2 separate regions of the Mus musculus genome follow, and region 2 is linked to region 1. The links are chromatin contacts, called in public promoter capture Hi-C maps. All regions are on one chromosome and are shown on one strand. The core of a region is the stretch at or near the end of the contact, and the rest is flanking DNA. Distances in the headings are between cores, read along the strand shown. Region 1 holds the start of Vps41 (VPS41 HOPS complex subunit). Region 2 holds the start of Zscan26 (zinc finger and SCAN domain containing 26).

Evidence for each region. Promoter capture Hi-C pulls out the DNA fragments that hold promoters and counts their contacts.
Region 2: a promoter capture Hi-C map of cranial neural crest shows a contact between it and region 1. The contact joins the promoter of Zscan26 here to the promoter of Vps41 in region 1. A contact is called at or near these places in 3 of 39 promoter capture datasets (cranial neural crest, liver and pre-B cells).

What each region holds. Positions count from the first base shown.
Region 1 is chr13:18,715,920-18,720,114 of GRCm38.p6, reverse strand. Vps41 (VPS41 HOPS complex subunit) reads right to left here and starts at 2,823. Exons shown (of 29, transcript NM_172120.4): 1 at 2,779-2,823. The coding sequence starts at 2,799.
Region 2 is chr13:21,450,974-21,455,000 of GRCm38.p6, reverse strand. It overlaps Zscan26 (zinc finger and SCAN domain containing 26), which reads left to right and starts at 1,274. Exons shown (of 6, transcript NM_001347491.1): 1 at 1,274-1,423.

The DNA of each region.
Region 1 (4,195 bases), core at 1,574-4,073:
TGAGTAAGCTACAGCCCTCATTCTGAGGACTCAGCAGTCCGCAGGAGACAAATACACCACCAACCAGACTTCAAGCAGAGCGTTATTCATGAGGGGTCGGGACAAACACTGTTGGGCATCTGTGACTATGAAAGCCACCTATAAATCGTTCCAGAACGAAGCAAAACTGCTGGTTACAAGAATCCCTGGCAGCATTGAGGTTATTAGCTTTCTGTGAACTATAAAACACAAATGTTACTTTTACAAAGTACTTTTTCTATATCAGCAAAATCAAGGTTTTCATTATGACTTAAAGACATCTGTTTATCTCTACTCCAACAGTGATTTTTAGCTTTAAACTGTGGAAACTTTTTATAGCATGTTAACTCAGTGCAGATGTCACCATTTGGGCTATTCATAACATTAAAGTGGAGACTACCATCAAAGAACACAACAGTCAGGAAAGATAAGCCAATGGGCTTAATTTTGAGCTATTCATCTTGGGAGAAATTTTGCACTTACAGGACAGGGTACCAAGAAAATGTTTTGCCTCACTCTGTAATTTGTCATGATAGTTCATTTAAATACACATGCCAACTCCTAACATACCCAGTAAGAAGAAAAAAGGATGTCACGGTTTTCAAATAATATTCAAGGTGCCAAAATATTAGCAGCACCAATCCAGACTTAAAAAAAAAAAAAGAAAAAGAAAAACCTACTCATGTTTAAACTAATGATATGAATATTATTTATTTATATTTTGACATAGCAATTTTTATGAATTCATAAAACAATTTATGAATGTCTGCTTCTTTCTGCAACAGGCAGTAGACTACTGGTCTTTCTCAAGGCTGCCCTGATAGCAATGGAGAAGAATGCATTTCCTAAAAGTACATCAGCTGTGAAAACACTACAGCAGGAATAAGGGCTAAATGGAAAACCATGAAGATGATAAGGGCTATTCCACATCATAAAGTTTTTATATATATATATACACATACATACATATATACACACACACACACACATATATACACACACATATTCATATATAAAATTTAGACAGGTTCTTCAGCATATTTTAAGACACAAGGTAGTGTGAAGAAAATGTGAGCTTTGGAGACATGACACTAAAACATTATAGATGTAAGCATGAGACAGTTCAAACTGACTGCATTTCAATTCATTTCTCTGTAAAATTCAATCATTTAATATATTAAGTATTAAGCAATATCCCAATATCAGCCATCAGTAATGAATAAATATTTATCATGTGGCAAGCAGAAGTGAGAATATACAAGGAGAAATAAAAAGCTTAAGATCATAAGTATTATGTAGACGAACATCAGAAGGTGGTTTCAAAGAATGAGCCACAATCGGAAAGCACACCATCCCAGAGGCCTGAGGACAGTAAGGGAGAAGGCCTTGTAGACGTCAGAGATCATGAAAAGGGGCAGTGTGAGCAAAGGTCCTGCGTGGGTACAGGCCTGGACTGGTTACAGAATAGCAAGAAAGGCAGCATGAGACAGAGTGGCTTACAGAGTCACAGAACCGAGGAAGGGGTGGATACTCAAGGCCCTTTAGGGTGATTACAATATGGGCACTGTTTTACCACAGTTTGGGACAAGAGGATTTAGGACATGGAGGCTGTATATGACTTCCATATCAGAATAAATATTTACCTCACAGAATTCTTTTAGAAGGACCAAATGCCATGTGTGAGGATCTTTTTAAGCTCGAAAGCACTGCACAACTGTGAATCAGGTTATCTGCCTGATTTTCTACATTTTAACATCAGACAGCCTTGGCAAATTCCTCTTCTGCATGAGTGGGAATACAAGGGCTACTCCATATTTCTATCACACTGGGTCTAATCTAAAAACTTAACTTGGATGTTTGTTTTACTACAAAACCACAACTGTATTTCAACGTGAAATGAAAATGCTCAATGTGAAAAGCCACCTTGCAGTAGTCAAACTAAGCAAGGTCTGCTGGGAAGGAAAACTCTTTTGCCTCGGACCTGCACTGCAAAAGACAGTTTGCACAAATGATAGTAAAGAGGCTCTTGTTAACGTAATGACAAAACCCAAATTTTTCCTTGTCAAATTCCGTAACTTTTGGCACACTCAAAATAAAGCACAGATGTGAACAGTAAAAAGTCCACTAGTAAATGTCTCTTAGGACAGTAAACAGAGCATCACCATGCATGTCTTAAGGAACATCACAGAAACTGGCAAGCAGGGCATTTAATATATGAGGGGGAAATATGGTAGATGATACATACATATATATGCTTCTATGTGTGTGTGTGTATACATATATGTATATGCATATACACACATACACATATATACATATACTTAAGGAATCTCTTCCGAGTTTTAGCCTGAGTCTTCTATTTTGTTAGTTTCATTTAATTTTGTCCTTCGCCCTATATCAGAACGTCTGTATGAAAAAAAGGCAATAATTTGTACTCAGCACCTCAATGCCACTTCTCAGCTATAGCTGGACGTTTCCATCTACGTCTTGCCAGCAACGGGAATAATCCTTAAAGCCTTGCATAGCAGTCTACTCTTAACTTGCCTTTTTCAAAAAATCCCATTTAACATAAACCAGAAGGGCTGAGCCCAGGCAAGGCCGGCTCGGACAGAGCGGGTGTGCAAGGCGCTATCCGCGCGGAGAAGGGCCACCCCAACTCGCCCGGTCAGAGCTGCCACGTTCCTGGCACTCCGCGTCCCAGAACCCCTCGCTCGGGTCTCCAGCTCCCGGCTGCCCCGAACTAGTTCTGCCAGCGTTTACCTGCTCCTCTGCTTCCGCCATAGCGCAGCCTGAGAGTCATGTGACATACCCGGAAATAGGAGAAAACAGCCCCTGGGCCACAGCCTACTGGGAAATGTAGTTTTTCCCGCACACTAATCTGGTTCCTTAGCCAGCTCTCATTTTTGCTCAACAGAGACACCACTATATCTATAATTAATGCTAAATTGTTATTTTGTTGTTGGTCTACGTTCTGTTGTTATTGTAGCATTAAGTTCTTTCTATTTCAGGCTCCCGTTTACAGTAAAATTATGAATTATCTCATTTTCTATTTCAGGCTCCCGTTTACAGTAAAATTATGAATTATCTCATTTAGTCCTCCCTGTGATCCCTCCTGTTACCGCCATTAACAGGGGAAAGGATAGTAACTCGGAGATTTCACTAAACTTACCTAAAAAGCCTAGGTTTAGAACCTATCCCTCTCCGAAGTCTAAGACTACTATATCAAATGTTCTTTAGTCTGATATGTTGTTGTGCCTGCCCACTCACTTTTTAAAGTGATAGTGACTATTTATATAAAAAAAAAAAAGTCTACAGTGGAAAGTGAGAAAATAATGTGTATTCCTGCAAAGATTTAGTATCTTGGTACATTAAATTGACATCTTTCATTTTAATTTAAAATTGAATTGTATAGATATTTTGTCTGCATGTATGTCTGTGCACACTTAGGAACCTCGTGTCCTCAGATGTCAGAAAAGCATATCAGATTCCCTGGAATTACAGATACATATATTTGAGAGCTGCCATATAGCTGTTGTGAATCAAATCTGGTCCCCCGTTAGAGAAAAAATAGCAACTGACATATGAATATAGAAAATTATAAATCTCTATTGTTTAATTGCTTCGTAACTCACATTGACTATCTTCAAGATACAATGTCAGATAATAATTTGTAAATGTAATATGAAAAACATCATTTAGAAAACTTGAGCTATCCTATGTTTCAGGACAAAGTAAACTATCTTTCCTATTCTGTGGGAATTCACTCATCTTATCCACTGATAGCCATTGTCTGTTTATTGTCTTAAGCAGCTGGCAACTCACAGAGGGCAGCACAGTTGGCAGACTGTGGCAGATGCCTCAGTGCCCTTTCGTTCCCTGTAATTCCCACTGACAGTAGCCTAGTAGGAAGTCATATTCTTAGTACTCAGCATTTCCCTTAGTCTCTAGATGTTGCTTTCTCAACTCATGGTCTTCAATGACCTGGAAGCCATGACGATGTCATCTTTCAGACTCTTGTCTTCTCCCAAGAGCCTTAATAAACCTCCAGCTCTTCCTGAGGCCCCTCTTCCAGTCTGCGCACCAAGCAGCTAATTTGGACACCCACAACCAAGGGTCCAAGGTCATGTCTGATCGAACAGAATTTTATATATGTTATTAAGCCACTCAGGCCCAAACA
Region 2 (4,027 bases), core at 25-2,524, 2.7 Mb before region 1:
TGGGAACTAGGAGACTTTAAACCATTTACCAGGACTGTTAGCCTGCAGGGCCCAAATCTGTCAGCGGGCTGAGGAATTACTGGGTTTCCTCCTCTAGCCTGGAAAGAAGAGTCTGCTTGGAAAGCAGTGACTAACAGTTAGACAAACGGGGAACAAAAATTTGCAATTCTCAGGCAATTTAACATATTCCTGGGTATGACAGGCTACTGTAGAATTTGGTCCCAATTTTTGACTCTATGGCTAAGCCCCTTTATGAAATTTTGAATGGACCCAGAAATAGTTATGGGTTTGGAACCTTTAAAAGGGGATTTGACATCTGCTCCTACCATGGGAATTTGGGGCTTGCAAAAGTCTTTTCAGTCAACATGGAAAGGATGGAGTCCTAATGTGAGTTCTCACTCAAATGATTGGAGGTGAACCTCAAACTGTGGCCTATTTATCAAAGTAAATGGCTAACAAGGGGGATTATAGGGGAGGGAAGGGTGGTAGGGGACTTTGTGTTAGACACTATAGGAAGGACTTAAACAGATGATTTGTTTGCTCTGAGTTAATCTGCACACAAAACATCTTAAAGCTGTGTTTGTTCTGACATGTTTGTTCTGAGTTAGCTTTACACACCATTGGCTTAGCAGACTGCAAAGCATATAACTGACACCACTATACATTAACCAGACTAAGCTCTGTTGAGTGCCTTCGTTCGAAGTCAAACAAGATAAGCTTAAAATAACAAAGTGAACTTCACTTTTTTTTTTCCACTTTTTTTTTCAGCAGCAGCAGCAGCAACAACAACAATAACATAGAAACTTTAGAAAGAAAATCGGCATATCTTTACCCCACTTCTCTTCAAATATCATTGAATTCTAAATTCTAAACCCTACACTCAGGCAACCAAATAAAGAAGGCACAGATAGGAGTCTTTGGAACTTGGTGGCAAAAGGGTGGGGAATGAAGAATAAACTTGAGCACTAATAATTAACTTTGGTTCTCTAGAATCCAACCTACATGATCATGCCAGCTTTTGCCTAAAGCCCAACCTAAAGATTCAATTGCTGTGTCTGTTTGCTGGTGGCTGTGATTACAGCCCGAGCTTTGTTATTCTAGTGATAGAGATGACATCTCTGTGTGAAAACAGTCAAACGAAATGGTCTGATTTATGTAAATGAAATCTTTCAACTTAGACCCAGTCAGGACACCACCGAGTTGAGTCCTGGTCCTCCCATCGTCCTAGAGCGGAGCCGGAAACTACTGGGCTGGAACGCAGATTTTGAGAGACGTGTGACTGACCCTGCGACCAGGGCGAGGGGGACGTACGGTGATCGGGTTCCAGCGGAGAGAGAACCCGCAAACTTGGGACTCTCGAGCGGAGGGTCTGGTTGATACACAGAAACTCTCCACACCTCGGAGCTGGGAGGACCAGAAGCTGGTGCGTGACGGAAGCTGCGGGGCATGGGAGAGGGAGGGAGCTCAGGACGTAGTTGGTGAGGCGGTTTCCTGCTGTTGCGCAGCTCAAGCTGACTGCAAGCTCCAGCGTATCTCCTACTTCAGCTTTCTGATGGCTGAGATTGCCAGCACTCCTGGGTTCTGTTGCTTTATTTTGTTGTGAGGGATTTTTCCCCCTTTTTTTGTTTGTTGTTGTTTGGTTTTAAGAGCGTTTCGTGAAGCCCGTGTTGGCCTCATCATTTGGCGGCGTATACTCTTAATTTGAACTCCTGTTTATCCTTCTATCTCCGAGCTCTGAGCTCATAAGCTGGAGCTGCCACACATGGCTTCTGCATGTTTAAGTAGTTACCACTGTAAGTAAATAGAATATTTGAGTAGATAATCCGAAATAGATGGGTAGACAGAGGCGGCTTTAAAAGGCATACGTGAGAGAACAGCGAATACAGAGGCCCTAAAGCTGGAGCTTGTCTGTCTTATTTAGGGATTAACGAGGGCACCAGGGTATTTCGAGCGCAGTGAATAAGATTGCCACAGAGGATAAGTAAGTGAACAAAGTGGCCATTTGGTTGTGTGAGGAACTTGGTCTTGGGTGATAGAAGGACATACTCAGACAGGTCTTGTAATTGGACACCCATAATGTGCATAGATTAGAGGATGAGCAGAAATGAAATCAAGAATGGGTTGCAAACCAAAGTTGGGTGCAATTAAAAACCTGCATCTGAGCATAGTGACTAATTTCTATAATCCTAGCACTTGGGAGAATTGCCCATTGTGGGCTAGGGAGTGAGAGCCTTGGGGAAAAGGAAAACTGGCAGGAAATCTGGCAGGAAGTGAAGACTGACTGTTGTAGTTGTGGCCAGGTGGATCCCACAGCTTTTGCTTCTGGATCAGATGTACACACACAAGAGAGAGAAGGAAAAAATAAATTCATAATTCGGGGGTCTGTAGATTTAAAAAAGGACCAAAGGTAAGTTCAGTCCACCGTTGGTGGTTCACGTCTTTAATCCCAGGTTTGGAAGGCAGAAGCAGTCAGATCTCTGAGTTCAAGGCCAACCTGATCTACAGGGCAAATTGTCGGACAAACAGAGCTACACAGAGAAACCCTGTGTGTGTATGGGGGAAGGGGTCTGGAGGGGGGGGGGGCAAAACCAAAAAAAAAAAAAACAAACCCCTGAAGATCAGCTTGGAAACCTGTGTAAAATCATAAATTCTTCAACTCTTCAAGTTTCGTCTGTAGTGTGAGGTCGTTCTTAGTGTGGTGTCTGTGGAGATTGACTAAGCAAGGGACGCACAGGTGGAGCAGCTCTGTTGGCTTGTTGACTGTGACATGAGCTGTGACTAATCAATAAGAAAAAGGTTAAAGGGTTTTCCCTGTAAGAGTGGGATATATAAGGAACCAAGAACAAACAACAGTGGTAAGTTTGGTCATTAAAGCATAAGGAAAATTTAGACCATATTAAATGTTAAACTTGATCTTGATGGTGATGGCAACTCATTGTGTGCAACATGCTTCATTTCCCCCGTAGGAAGATCTCAGGTGCAGTGTGGCAAGTAGTCCGTGTCGGGAAGACCAGCATTTAAAGCAGTGGTTCTCAGCCTTCCTAATGCTGCGGCGCCCCTTTAATACAGGTCCTCGTGTTGTGAGGTCCAACCACAAAATTATTTTCACTGCTATTCTATACCTGTAATTTTGCTGCTGTTATGAATTGTAATATAAATATTTTTGGAGACAGAGCTTTGCCAAGGGGGTCACGACCCACAGATTGAGAACCACTGAGTTGAAGTAAGAGACGTCTGAGTAAGAGAGCATGCCATCAAGAAAATACAAGGGTGGACATGAGGGATATGAAGCCGTAGAATCAGAAGAACTCAAGGTTGCTGGAGAGATGGCTCCGCAGTTAAGAGCACTTTCGGGTCTTCTAGAAGACTCAGATTCAAATCCCAACACCCACTGGAAACTCCAAATTCAAGAGATCTACACCCTCTTCTGGCTCTCTTCAGGCACACATGTGATGCACAGATATATGTGCAGGCAAAACATCCATGCACATTTTTGAAGAGAACTTGATTAATTATATACATACAGTATAAAAGAAAGGGAAGAGAATGCTCAGTCTTCTGCCTTAAATGGCAGGGTCACTGGAGTTCCTTCCAAAGACAGGTTAAACCACCACGGTGTATATGTATATATATCTAATCACATTGTAGAACTGAGTCGCCACTAATTTATGTGATAGGCCTGTATCAGAGTTCTTACGGCCTTTAAAAAGAGATTTGTTTTTTAAATTATTTATGTATGCCCAAGTACGTGCACTTGAGTACAGTTGTCCTTGGAAGCCAGGACGGTCCTCAGATCTCCTGGTGCTGCAGTTACTGGTGTTGTGAGCTGCCCAGCAGGGCTTCAGGGAGCCTCACTGGGATTCTCTGAAAGAGCAGGCTATTTTCTTAGCCACAGAGCCATCCCCTCAGCCCCTTTATTAGGTATATTTAAAGAAATAGGATCAATTTTTTTCTTTTATTGATTTTGGTCAACAGATGTCTAAAGAGATTTATTAAAATGCGAACATGACAGTTGAAAGAAGATTGT